2 separate regions of the Anser cygnoides genome follow, and region 1 is linked to region 2. Evidence: chromatin contacts called from public Hi-C data. All regions are on one chromosome and are shown on one strand. Each heading gives the region's core, a stretch centred on a gene start, on an enhancer-like site or on the middle of the called end of the contact. The rest is flanking DNA. Distances are from core to core; before and after follow the strand shown.

Evidence for each region. Hi-C and Micro-C count contacts between places; a contact is called where the count stands out from the background.
Region 1: a contact with region 2 is called in a Hi-C map of liver, with 2.5 times the contacts expected there. The contact joins the promoter of PSAT1 here to the promoter of LOC106045448 in region 2. A contact is called at or near these places in 2 of 7 Hi-C or Micro-C datasets (both in liver).

Annotation. Positions count from the first base shown.
Region 1 is chrZ:45,361,418-45,367,924 of Taihu_goose_T2T_genome, reverse strand. PSAT1 (phosphoserine aminotransferase 1) reads left to right here and starts at 4,788. Exons shown (of 9, transcript XM_066988740.1): 1 at 4,788-4,940. The coding sequence starts at 4,881. It overlaps CEP78 (centrosomal protein 78), which reads left to right. Exons shown (of 16, transcript XM_066988737.1): 16 at 1-266.
Region 2 is chrZ:44,825,550-44,832,844 of Taihu_goose_T2T_genome, reverse strand. It overlaps LOC106045448 (TLE family member 4, transcriptional corepressor), which reads left to right and starts at 4,794. Exons shown (of 20, transcript XM_066987729.1): 1 at 4,794-5,640; 2 at 6,007-6,104; 3 at 7,175-7,238. The coding sequence starts at 5,596. LOC136788904 (a long non-coding RNA gene) reads right to left here and starts at 3,998. Exons shown (of 2, transcript XR_010827456.1): 1 at 3,841-3,998; 2 at 3,545-3,745.

The DNA of each region.
Region 1 (6,507 bases), core at 3,539-6,038, 540 kb before region 2:
ATAAAATTTGGATGTTTCAGTACAGGTTGTGAGATTTTTCGTAAAGTGATGTAGACTTTAAAACTTACAAAACATTCCATGCTGTTAGCATTCCTGTTTCATGTTTGCATCACTTGTCACTAGATTTTTATTCTTGGAAACAAATGTTGTACTGGTACCCTTCAGTTTTTACTACACACAGAGGTTCCTGGAATACGGTTTTTGTGTATCACAGATCTTGTAAAGTGTAAACCGTTTCAAGCTAATAAAGTTGAGTAAAAATTTTGGTTTGTTTTTAAATTTATTTCCAGCATATTGCATTGGAAGTGAAAAGAGTGGTTTTTAGGGCAAACATGAGTTGATGCCTGACCATGTGGGTATGACTTTCCCAAAAGTAGTTGGAAGCTTCAGGTATGAAAATGAGTACAGAAACATTTCTAAAATAAATAAATACGGCTGTTCTTTATTGGGGCAGATTGAAGAATAATACATGTGTGAAGGGACTTTTGGAGGATGTCTACTCCAGCTGAGTTAGGTTACTCTCGTAAATAACTTACAGAAATGTGAGAACAGAGCTGAAAAAATACTGTTTTGAAACTTCTCAGGTCTGCCCCCCAGCTACTTCTTCACGTCTTCCTGCACGGGCAGCTGACTTGGCAGCTTCTGAAATATGGCACAGAGTAACACAGGTTTTTGGTTTGCCTAATGCAGTACAGAAGGTGCTGTTTTGCACTGAAGAAGGTGCACTTCAGTATGGCCCTGAAAAATAAAAGTAGTATCTTTCTTTGTATGCTTGCCGAAGTGCCATGACAAGGCAAGAGACTAATATAGTAATTACCTTCTATAATTACTAGTTTCCTTCAGTGTTTTTAATAGTGCTTTGTCTTCTTTTTTTTTTCCTTCATATAGAGAAGTGGAAGTACTATGAAGTCAACTTAACTTGGAAGGGTTGCAAAGATGAAGATGTTAAACATTTAAACAAATTCTTGGAATGGTTTTTAAGCTCTGTGGCAAGGTAAAGTTTTCATTTGGAAAAATTACCTTTTAATTTAGGGTTTACGCCTAGGTCATTTAGTTGAGCAATAGGAATGAATTTTTCAAACAAACCAGTCAGCTTTTTTTGCTTTCAATAATTTATTTCTGTGACATTTTCACATGCATGTCAGTCCTGATTCAAAAGAATTTCTTAAATTACCATAGCTAGCTCTGAGAGATGGGATAGTAGAATCTGATATACAATGTTTATCTTTAAGAAAAGTTTAAAGATTCAAAACTCATAAGGGTTGGACTAGATGATCTTAGAGGTCTTCTCTAACCTAAATGATTCTATGATTTTGTGTTGCCAAGTGATCCTGAAAAGCTTCATTTTTAAAAAGTAGATCAAATTGTAATACTTTAATTTCATATTTTACAGTAGTAGCTGAGATTTGCAGTGATCATAACCATTCAACCTATTTGTGATATGGATTTTTTTTTCTTGGCAGTGTGTATTCCATCAGGAGAGCTAAAGGGGACACGGGAGGATAGAGCAAGGGAAGATTGATTTCACATGCATGAATTAGGCAAGATGGTTTGGGCTGAGTTGGGGTGTGGGGGCGGTGGAATTACCATTAACTTTTTCACTCTGTCATCAGAAGTGAGAATTCTGTTATACAAGATCTGTAGAAATTCCTGTCTCCAGCTACTTGAAAATTGTGAAACAAAAATCATGAATCTGCAAATGGATTTCTGCTGAGCAAATAGCATGAGATCACCTTGGCTATTGCAATATTGCACAAGTAATTGCATAATGAAAGTACATTATTTATATAGACTTTGTCACTTCAGAATAATAGCAGAGTAATATGTTAATCTATGCATTTTTAGACATTCTCCCAAACATTTGAGGTCTATACTTCAGTTGTGGTTCATTGCTTATAATTTTTATTTGATCAGTTCATTGGTTGATGAAGTTCCTTCAGCATTGAAATGCTATGCATTCCCTTTTTAAAACAAAAACTAATCTCTGAAATGGTGGATAATGTTAAAATGTCAAGTGTTCAGATGTGTTGGATTAGGAACTGCCTGTTACTCATCTCTTAAAGATACCGTCAAGAACTTAAAACAGTTTATGTATTGTATGCCTATAAACAGACAGCATAAATTCTGTCTGTTAAATAATGTATTTGCTTTTAAAGTATGAATTATATCAAAAATCGTCATTTGAAGCAAAATTGACCAGGTGGTTTATAGAACTTCCATCTTTTTTATTTTTTTCTCCAATTGGATTAATACTTAAACATTAATTATTATTTTCAAGCAAAAATATGAAGGGTTCTTCGTCTTGTCAGAAGAACTGTCGTGTGGCTTACTGTGAGAATCTGGAGTGGGTACTTTACACATAATCAAAACACTGGATCTGAAGTCAGTAGAGATAACGGATGTCAGTTGCCTTGAGGGAAAAGCACTGTTTTAAGGCTATCGTGAATCCTTCAGAAGTTTCAAGGTGATGTCATTTTCAAAAAAAAATAAAAAAAAATCTAAAAAATATTCTGTAAAAATATATTTAAGTATTTTAATGAAAAGTAATAATCTTAAAATATTTTTGTGCATGTACATTTTAAGTGATTATGAAACCGTCTTGCCACTGAGTTTGACTGTTTCAACCTCTTGCTATTAGTTAATGTTTTACGTATTTGTCTGTGTTCGACTGACATAAAAGCCTAGAATCAATAGCCCAGCTATTTGCTAGAGAACACATTGCTGTTTACTTATAAAACTCTAGCATTTTTCTCTCCTTATTTGGGCTTCCCAGGAATTTTTTTTGCACATTTCACATTTGCAGTATTTGGAGCTAGATCTCTGAAAAACAAAACAACGTAACACCTTTCTGAAATACCTCCATCTTATTTTTAGTCTCATCAAAATTTGCCATTCTCACTGGTTTGCTGGACCAGACATCCCATCTGCCTCCTAAAGTAGATGCCAAGTTGCTGTGTAGTCAGCTTATTTGTCTTTCAGTAATGACGTCAGTTTGTCCATCATTGTACCAGACAGAACTTGTGTGTTCTTGGTCTCCTTGAGTGAGCTAATTCTTTTCCAGCAGTACTCAATGAAGGTTTTTCTGTCCAGCATGACATAAAGCGATGATGAACTCAACAGAAGTTCACTGAAAACTTTGGAACTCCAGTGCACTTTCTCTGACTTCTGTTTTATTTTTCCAGTTATGCCATATAGTTAATATAGCACTCAATGGCTTCAGGTTTGTTAATTATACAAATTCAGATTCGTCTGCAGGGTTCTGTGTCAGGGTCAGGTTCTCTGTCAAATGCTGAAAGCCTAAATTGTTCATGAAAGCCATGGCTTTGGAAACATGTATTTTATATGGTATGGCTATATATATTGACATAATGAGTGTATGAACTTCAAGGTAATAAGTAGTAATTACTGGTAGCAAAATTTTAAATTAGAACTCTCAATTCAATAGAAACCAAACTCTGATATGACCCTTACTATTCCTCTCCATTGTCTTCAGCTGCAAAAGCATAATAATCCCTTGCATATATATAAAATGGACTACTCTGTGTTCAGGTAACTTTAAAGTTCATTCATCTGTATCAATTTTATTTACGTCCTGTCAGCACACAAAAACAGATTTTGTAAAGCTCCGGGTGGCAATTCTTCCAGCAAAAAGTTGTTTTCTGATCTCGTAGGAACTTCTTTTTAGACCTTTCTGGCCGGGATGGGAATCTCTATCTTGGAGAGGAAAACGACAATACCTGCTACTTAATCCCCACGCTTGGAGCTGATACCTGCAGGAGCTTGCCTAGTTCTTGTTTTTGTGTTCTAGCAATTTGTGCTAGAGGTTTGAAAGACATTTAATTCCGAAGTTTTAACTTGCCTTTTTGGTTTATGCCACACAGATAATATTCAAGACTGATCCTGCTTGGACGTCAAAGCACTTTGCGTAGTAGGTGCCCAGCTTCTCGACCTGAGCCACCACCCTGAACTACTTCTGGCTGCCTCTGTCATCCCTTCTTACCTAGGGTACCTTTTCCCCAGTGAGTTCGAGTTCAAAGCAGACTCCAGGCAGACACAGGTACCCTGGTCTTACCCATAGGAAGAGCGCATACAAAGAGCACGTCTCTTCAGCCAGCTTCCGTGTCAGACTCCAGCAAAAACAATTGTATTATAGTCCCATTTGTGTAGTTACTGAGCGTTTCCCCAGAGGGTTCTATTTAGTTAGAACTAATTTGAATAATTATAAGTAATTTACTTGTCCTGGGTGTTGTGGCCCAAGCTATACTTTTAAGAGTACCCTGATGTTTTGAAAAGCTTGTGTCAAGTCTTTAATGCCCCTGAGGTGTGGGGCGTTTCTTTAGAACTACGGAGGGTGCTGGTTCCTGAGCGTGAATTTGATGTTTTTTTCTTAAAATTTGATGTTTTTTTTTCTTAAGCTACATCCTTTACTGTAATGAAGTTATCTTTGCTCTTAGGCAGCTGTCTCTGTCAACATCTCTTCAGCAAAACAACGTGCATTTGATGAAAATCTTTTAACTCGACGACCCGATCAGGCTGCAATTCGCAAGTCCCTTTTGTGGTCCCAGCGCTGTAATCACGTAAATTCATTTTTATGCCTCGGCCGAGCCCCTTCCCCCGGCAGCCCCCGCCCGCCCCCAGGGCTCCGCGCGAGGTCGCGCCCCGGCGGGGGCGTGCGCGGGGGCGTGCGCGGGGCCGATCACGCCGCCGCCGCCTCCCGGCGCCGCAGCCAATAGGCAGCCGGGGCGCTGCCGGCAGGGGCCAATCGGCGGCGCGGTGCCGGCGGGGGCCCCGCCCCCGGGGTGTGCGGGGGGGGAGCCAACCGGCGGCGCGGCGGCGGGGGGCTTATAGCGGCCGGGCCGGCGGCGGGCGGCGGCGCCATCATGGAGGGTGGGCGGCAGGTGGCCAACTTCGGGGCCGGGCCGGCCAAGCTGCCGCGATCCGTGAGTCGGGACGGGACCGGGGACGGGGCAGCCGCGGTGGCGGCGCAGGTGGCCTTGCCTGCACGCTGCTTTTTCCACCTTTTCCCCTTCTTCGCCCCCCTTTACCCCTTCCCCCCCCCCCCCCCTTTCCTCCTCCGTTTACTTTTTTTTCCCCCCTTCTTCCCCCGAACCCCATCACGCCACATTCCTTTGTCACGGGCTCTATTGAGTTTTAGGGAGACCCCCCCCCTCCAGGCGCACCGCCTCGAGTGTGGTGCTCGCCAGCTGATAACTAGCGTAGTCACCCGGTGAGTTGTCTTCGTCTGAGAAAATGATAATGAGCGCAGCGTAGGCTCAACTCCCTGGGATGTTGCATCAGCACCATAGGTTATCCAGCTACATATGGAGAGGGGGCGGTTTGTGCTGAATGCACATGTGGGTTGTGCGTCTGACTGACAGCTTAGGAGCCGTGTGTCGGGACACTTACTGCCCTTTTCTTCTTCCTTTCGTAGTGATCCTGCGTTATTTTTTAACGATTTTATTAGGCAAACAAAGTTGTTGCGCAGCAGCATTTTTTTGCCCCTGCTTCTCTGTTATAAATGTCCTTTACGGATCACGCTACAAAGACACTTGTTGCTCTGCATTGCTGAACCCGTGGCTCAGAAAGGAGCTCTCAGTAGGTGCTGCAGCATCAGCCTCTCCCACAGAGAATCCCGAGAGCTGCCTTTACTGTTTGAGAACTAAAACATAGCTGAACTCCATGTTATTAGTCTCTCTGGCCCTTTTGAAAATGCAGTACCCTTGAATGGACTATTTCGCCTTGACTGTTTGGCTTTGTTTGACTCTTGAGATGATGCTGCATATGAGGTGCTCAGACTCACTGAAGCAAGAAGGTGGACAGAGCTCTTCATAGATATGACAAGACATAAGTAGCTATTGTAAGGCATGTGCAGCTTGTCAGATGACGTTACTAACAGAATTGGATTTTATCAAGCTGTTAAAAAGACCTCTCTAACAGTCTGCATGTTCCTTTTGACTTTTTCTCCCCCCTTTCCCCCCCCCCCCTTTTTTTTTTTTTGGCTATGAATGTGTTTGTGCCTGAAATGCACTTGTTAAAATTTCATGGTCTCAAAGATGAAAAGCAGCAGAGCTGCTCATGGTTGACCTACTGGTGACCAGCTGTTACAGTTGAGAGGTCCTGCACAGACCCTGTCAGCAAGGTAGCTTGCTTGCCCCTGCAACTACCCAAAGCATGTGGTTTCGTGGCAGATCCTGCAATGCAAGTGTACAGCCTGTTTTGGAGGCTTTTCCACTGGATTCCATCTCCTACTCCTTTTAGTAGGGGCTAAGAAAGTTCTGTTTCTAATAGAGGCATTCACTGAAATCAAACAAAACTCATGGGTAGAATCTAATTCCACGTGGTTGATATGTGAGAGCTGTGGGGGGAGAAAGAAACACGAAAAGCTGAACAAGCAGATCATCTTGCCAATGCTCCTGGGCATGACCTGTCTATTTTAGTTACCTCAGAACTATGTTTCATTCTTTCCTTCCAGTAACAGAGAAGGCATATCTTCAGAAAGTGAGGGAC
Region 2 (7,295 bases), core at 3,545-6,044:
TGAGAAAGGGAGCATTTGTCTACGAAAAATTACTTTAATTTCAAATATCTGCCTAAGCCATTCTGCACTGTCCAAGTTTGCAAATCCAACCTCTAGTATATGACAGGCCCTAAAATGCTACCCTTCCTGCAGATAAAACTTCTGTGGAGTTTAATAGAGGTTTTCCTGCCACATCCCAAGTGAATTTATTGTAAGTAGAATTGTGTCGTTGCAAGAAGTTTGCATGAAATAAATCAGGCAGGCCTGCAGAAATAAGCAAAACAAGACCATGAATCCAAAACACCAATGCCTATAAAAATTAAAGAAAATGGGACTTTGGCAGTGTTTAAGAAGAATGTACAGACTTCATTAAGAAGCAGTTTGGAACACAAAAACTCCTTTGCACAGATTTCTTGTTTTTCTGAGAGGGATATATATAAACTGACACATAAATCATCATATTAAACACAGTATCATAAGTTCTCCTAAAGTGCTTATTAACAACATACCCCTACAGTCACTAACAACTAATTCAGGAAGTTGTACACTGTGATTGTTTTAAAGACGTACTGAGACAAGGTCACTTGATAGCACTTGTAAAACACAAGTACACAAAATGGGTGTCATGTTGTCACATTCTTCTACCAGTAAAACCTGGCTTAACACCCTAATTAAAAGTTTAAAGCATAGAGAACTTAGTGCCAATTCAACTGAAAACCTCCTTGAGTTTATCTTTTTGAAGGCTTGTTACATGGTGTATTTAAATATGTCTACTAATTTAGGACTTAGTATAAGGCATTTTGAATTCATTGATTTGTCAAAGAGCTTCACACCTTTATTTTTGCGAACATGTGTGCGCGCGCATGTGTGTTTGTGAGTACACAGCTGACCAAGTATGGTGACCTGGTAGCTTGGTCTCAAATTAAAGTGTAATAAGTTGCAGCAATAGGCACAGCCCTGTTGCTCTTCAGCTACAGTCATTGCAGACAGGAAATCTGGGGGGTTACATACCAAATGGCCTCAGGATTGGACCTGTTATTAAAGGTCCTCTGGCACTGATAAGTCTCTGTATTAAGGTTATGGCTCAGCTATAAAAAGATCACCAGAGTCTGCGAGTGGGTTAGACAATCTTAACTGGAAATTAAAATTTCCTTTTTTTTTTTTTTTAACCTATCCTCTAATATACATATATAGGCACACATTGTTCTGTTCATTTTAGACCTAAGATTTTAAATGTAAGTAAAAGCAGACTAGCTCTGAATCAATAGGACCGAAATAACCACTTCATAGAAGAAAAAGAATGGACGAGACACTTTGCAGCCCTTAGCCTCTCTGCGATATTTCACAAGGCTTTTTTTTTTTTTCACCAGCCCAAACTCAACACACTTACTGTGCCTGTAAAACTGCCTAAATATTTCTTGCAGTTGATTCAGTTATGAGAAATCTTTAGCAAGATGTGTAAAACATTTAAAAGCTACCTTCTCTACTTGCTAAATAATAGTACAGGTTATATAACCTACCATAAAAGATTTTTCATAAAAGAAGGAAAAAACAAGGAACTTTAAATACAAAACAACCTATATTTAAAGATCCATCAAGGCTGTGTCAGAAGTGACAAAAGACAGGAAAATAGAATGACATTGACATCCTGATCTTAATTCACATCATTTAAAAGTGGCAAGTTACAGTGCACTTTCTCTTAAACTTCTGAGTTTCATGGATCTTGCAAGAATGTTGCAAAACTGGGCAAAAGTGCACATTGATTCATTTGTTAAAGAGTTAAGCACGTACACACAGTCATTTTGGTAAAGCTCAGCAAATCTAGCTCTGTCCTACCCCTAGCTGCATAAATTCACTGAAGACAAGAGAGAATGAGCAGTGCTGAGGCATAGATAACGTCACTGCCAAAGTGCTCTCCAAAAGAAGAGGGACGGCTTTGATGGCAGAGCTCTGTACGTTTGTCTGCTAGTGTGCTGAAGACCTTTCCCTCCGGAACTCTGTACCTCACGAAGGCAGGGCTACAGAGAACACAAAATCCTCCTGTTATTTCAGAATTCGGTATCTTCAGACAGAGTGTTTATTTTATAACTGGATTAGTTCTTCTCTGCACTGAGGATCCTAAAATTATGGTCTGAACCCGCCCATCATATTTCCAGAAACACTCACAACTCCGCAGAGTCCTGTAACCGTTCTGTTCTCACAAAGCTTTCAAGCACCTGGGTGACAGGCACTACACTAAGGCATTTGCAGGCTTTGCAGCCATACCTCTGAATGTCGAGACGTGATCCTGGCATGTGGTGAACATCCTCCATTTCAGAGGAGCTGAAAGTGCTCCACTGCTTCGTGCAGGATGCTCGTGACCAATCCTTTAAAAGCATTTTTGGTGCTGGAAGGTTCAGACACAAGCAAAGTGGTCTTTTCATAATTAGTCAGGTGCTTTGTCTCCATATCTTCGAACGGTATTTAGAGGCCTAAACTCCACTGGAGCACTGATTATGAACCCTGTAAATGTGAAAATACCAGCAGAACCGAAATCTGCAAGCATGACAAAGCCTGGGTACTACAATGACTAATGAAGCCAACCCTGAAGGCATTTTTGGTCATGGAAAAACAAAAGGTGAGAAAGACACATTTTGGTTAATTTCCCAGTGACCTGGATTTTATATTAGGCAAAAATGGCTTCAGAAGGATTTAGAACCACAAAACACTCTAGGTGACAGTACATGCCAGATTGCAAGCAGACTCTGGTTACAAACCCCCTTCAAAACAGAAAGGTGATAAATTTCTGCCCTGCACCTCCTAAACTCTAGACGGCAGTGGAAGATGGATGCCATCACCACCTTCTTCACGTGGACAGATGGTGCCATCACCAGCAGCACCAGCATCCTGAGGTCCTGACCACTGGACCAGCCCTTGGAGGGCAGTCAAGGAAGGCACAACGTCGGTGAGACGTCCCATCAAGGCCTCAAGCCGCTCAGCAATGACAAGCCTTAGCCAGAGAGAAGGGGGTGGTAAAGATATTTTACTACTAAAAATTTAAATATGTGCAATTTAGCTACCATTATCAGGGCACTAATTGCCGAGTGAAAGTTTTGAGACTATGGATTTTGAGTACAGGCATCCAAAACGACGTGACTAAACCACATCTGTTTTGCATGCAGGTTTAAACGGCAGATCATCTGGAGTACAAACTGCTCGGAGGCAAATCTAAGCCTGACAGGCGCAGACAAAAAAAAAAAAAAAAAAAAGCAGCCTGAGCCTATCGCTCGCATGTGCACCGGTGCATGGTATTGCCTGCAATGGGGCTTGGCAGGAAAGTTGCCATGGGGTCTTTCTAGGACACAGCACCGATCGGCGCGGGGTTGCTTTCTGAGAAATTAGGGCTGCTAGAGGCGGCAGCGCAGGCACGCGACAGGCCAGCCCGGGGACACGCTTCCCCGGGTGTGTTCCCTCCAGCCTGCAGACCACGGAAGCCACCGCAGCCGCAGCCCAACTGCTTGTGAGACCTACGCGTAGTTAGCTATCTGTTGCTGCTGATAGTTAATTTCCAGATGGGCTCACCGCACCTCCAAAAACACCCGTCCCTTGGGATCCAGCGGCCCTTCTCTCCTTTGACAGGGGCAGAAAGCGCCCTGCGGAACGCCAGCGTGCCTTTAGGATACAAGGTCCAAACGTCAAATCCTTCAGCCTTACTCCTGCGAGTAGCTGCGAACAGCATCCTCTCACGGGCGCCGCTTCCGAGAGGAAAGATTTCGTCCCTTAAGCACTGCCAGCGGGGAAAAAACGAAACGAAACAAAAACTTAAATTATGTCACACTCGCACCGCACACGCCGCGCACCCCCGGGCTGCCGGAGCCGTACCGCAGGGCACAGCGACTCCGGGAAAAGAAATTAAAAAGGATAGCGCGGGGAGGTTTAACCGCGGCGGGACCACGGGCGGCCTTCAGGGGGGCTGCCGCGCCCTCAGGCGCCGGCCGTTACGCGGCCGTTACCCGGCCGTTACCCGGCCGTTACCCGACCGTTACCCGGCCGTTGCGCGGCCGTTGGACGCCCCCATCCTATGGGGGGGGGAGAACCAGGGGGTTGCGAGGCGACGCCGCGGGGCCGCGCTGGCCTCTCTCAGGCGACGCTGCCCCCAATTAGCGCGGCCCCCCCCCGGCGGGGGCGATCCGGAGGAGGAGGAGGCCGCCGTGTCCCCCCCCCCCGCCCAGCTCCCGCCCCGCGCTCTGGCTGCGGCGGGATCGGCGGCGGCGGCGGCCGGCAGCGCCCCACGTTACTTTGATTGACAGGTGAACAAATGTTTCCCCTGTTCCAACGCCGGCGCTATGGCACGCCGGCGATCTCAAAGCCCCGCCTCGGGCGGCGGGGAAACAGCAGCCGAGAGGCCCGGGCGGCCGCCTGATTGGCTGCGGGACCTCGAGGCGTCACGTCCCCACGTGGGGGCCGGGCGCGGGGCCGCCCCCCCCTCCCTCCTTCCTCGGTCCCGCACGCCCATTTGTCAGCGGCGAAATGATGGGCATTAATACAGAACGGCGATTAATGCGCGGGCGGCGCTGATTGGTCGGCGGCGACGCCCTTCGTGGGCGGGGCGGAGGAGGGGGCGAGCGAGGGGGGCCGGCGACGCCGCGGTGCCCGCCGGGAGAAGAAGTCCCGCGCGCTCTGCTGCCCGCGCGGGTCGGCGGTGCCTCTGGCCGCGAGGACTACATCTCCCAGGGTGCCCCGCGCGCGGCGGCCTCCCGTGCGCTGTGAATATGTATCAGAATGTTAATGACGAGCCGCTGCTAAATTTGGTCAAAGGAGTCACCTCGCCACAGCGTGCTGGGGGAGCGGCGCGGAGCGGCGGTGGCGGCCGGGCTGGGCCGGGCAGGGCTGGGCCGGGCCGGGCCGGGCACGACCCCTCCGCTCCGCTCCGCGCGGCGCCGCCGGCACTTCCCGGAGTTCCGCCCGGCGAGGAAGGGGGAAACAACCAAAACAAACAAAAAAGAGAGAAATACGTAAATAAAGCAGCCCGGACCGTGGTTTCTTCTTCGTCCTTCTCACTCTTTTTTTTATTTTTTTTTTTAAATTTTTTAAATTTTTTATTTTTTTTTTCTAACCACAACCAACAACAACAGCAGACACCGGCCACGCAGCAGCGCCCGGAGCGGGGGATGCGGCCGGGGCGGTAGCAGGAGGACCCGCACCCCGCTCCGCTCCGCTCCGCTCCCCCAAAAGTTTGCAGGAGGGGAGGAAACTGCGAGCGGGGACCTCCGCGGGGCGCGCACCGCCGGAGGGGCTCTCCCCGCCCTCCTCCTCCTTCTCCTCCTCCTCCGCCGCCGCCGCCGCCTCGCACGGGGCTCGCCGCCCGCCGGAGCGCTCGGCTCGGCTCGGCAGACCCGGTCGGCGCCGCCCGGGGGCCCCCGGGGGATGTGGCAGCGGCCCCCGCGCCCCGGGGACGCCGCCGCCGCCGCCGCCTCCGCCGCGCCTCGCTGCCGCCGGGGGTGCCCCGCCGGCACCGGGGCGGCGGGGCCGGGGCGCCCCTGCCCTCCGCTGCCGCCGCCGCCGCCGTCGTCGCCGCCGTCGCCGCCTCGCCCGCAGCCCTGATCCCGGCCGCCAGCGCCCCCCGAAGCGGCGTGGATGATCCGCGACCTGAGCAAGATGTACCCGCAGACCCGGCACCCGGTGAGTGGCGGCGGGCAGCGCTCCGGCGCGGGCAGCGCGGACTTGGAGCCATTTTCTTATTGTTGTCCAACGCCGCCGCCGCCGCCCCGGGCCCGGACCCGGGATGGCGCCGCCGAGTTGCCCCCGGCCGGAGCGCGGCGGCCCCGGCGCCCGCCCCGCGTCCCGGCGCCGTGCCGGGGGGTCCCGGCGGCTCCCGGCGGCTCCCGGCTGCCGACGCCGCCTCCCCCCGCGGCGGCCCGTCGGGGCGGGAGCGCGGGGAGCCCCCGCGGGCGGCGGGCGGGGGCGCGGGGGGCCGCGGCTCGGGGCGCCGGCACGACCCGCTCTCTCTCTCTCTCTCTCTCTCTCCCCCCCCCCCGCCGCTTGCAGGCTCCGCACCAGCCAGCGCAGCCCTTTAAATTCACCATCTCCGAGTCCTGCGATCGGATCAAGGAGGAGTTTCAGTTTTTGCAGGCGCAGTACCACAGGTAACGGCGTCCCGCGGAACCCACCGGGACCCCGCGGGGACACCCCGCACCGGAGCCCCCCCGGCACCGCACCCGGAGGCGGGGCGGGCGGCGGGGACGGTGCTCAGCCGTGCGAGCCCACGGGCGGGGGGCTGTCGGGGGTATTTTATTTTTTTCCCCTTGTTTCCCCCCCCCCCTTTTTTTTTTTCTTTTTTTTTTTTGGGGGGTGGGGTGGGGGATGTAGGAAGAAAGGGCGTCCGGCTGGGCGCATCCCCCGCTTTTTCTTGGAAATGCCGCTCAGGACACGCACCTCGTCTTGGCTCGGCCCCCTCGCGCCTTTCATTGACATGTCAAGTGCTGATAACCTGAGAGCGAGGCGGCGAGCTATTTCATTATCCTGAGCCGGAGGAGCGGCGTGTGCTCCAAGTGACAAGTGACTTCTGGCAGGACTGCTTAGCGCGCCTCTGAAAGCAAACAAACCGAAAAAAAAAAAAGAAAAAAGAAAAAAAAAAAAAAAGCGACGGACGTGTTCGTGTTTACCGCAGTATTCCCTAAATTACCTGCAGTATTTTTCCTGTCATCGCTAACAGTCCCCCCCCCAAAAAAAAAGAAACAACAAACAAAAAAATCCCAGCAACTTTTTGCTTCTTGAAGCAGTGATACACATTTGATTCCTCTGTGGGCTGAGTGAAAGCAAGAGGTGTTTCCTAAGCACGTTTAAATAAAAGCTAGGAATACCAAAGCATGGATTTCTGAGTGGCTTCTCAGGCTTAAGTGTTATAGGTGAGAACATGTGTGCCTGTCTTCTGTGAGGCAGTGTGTTGTTTTATTTTTTTTTGTCAGTGAAAAATGCTCTCCTGCGTACTGTATGCAGTTCGCTTAGGAGGTGAGGATGTTGCACAATCTCTCTCAAAAGATGAAAAGTATAAACCCCACCCTGAACTCCCAGGCAGGTGCTGGAACGTACGTTTCTGTTTGTGTCTTGGGGAAATGCTCAAAAAGGGGAGTACCCTGTGCTCAGAAGAATGTCAGTTTTGCGTTACGAAGTACCCATGCTTTCTTTTTTTTTTTTTTCTTAATGTCTCGAACAGTTTAAAGCTAGAATGTGAGAAACTGGCCAGTGAGAAGACAGAGATGCAGCGACATTATGTCATGGTAAGCAAGCTGCATAACAAATTCAAAATGTCTATTAGCTTGGTGTGCCGAGACTGA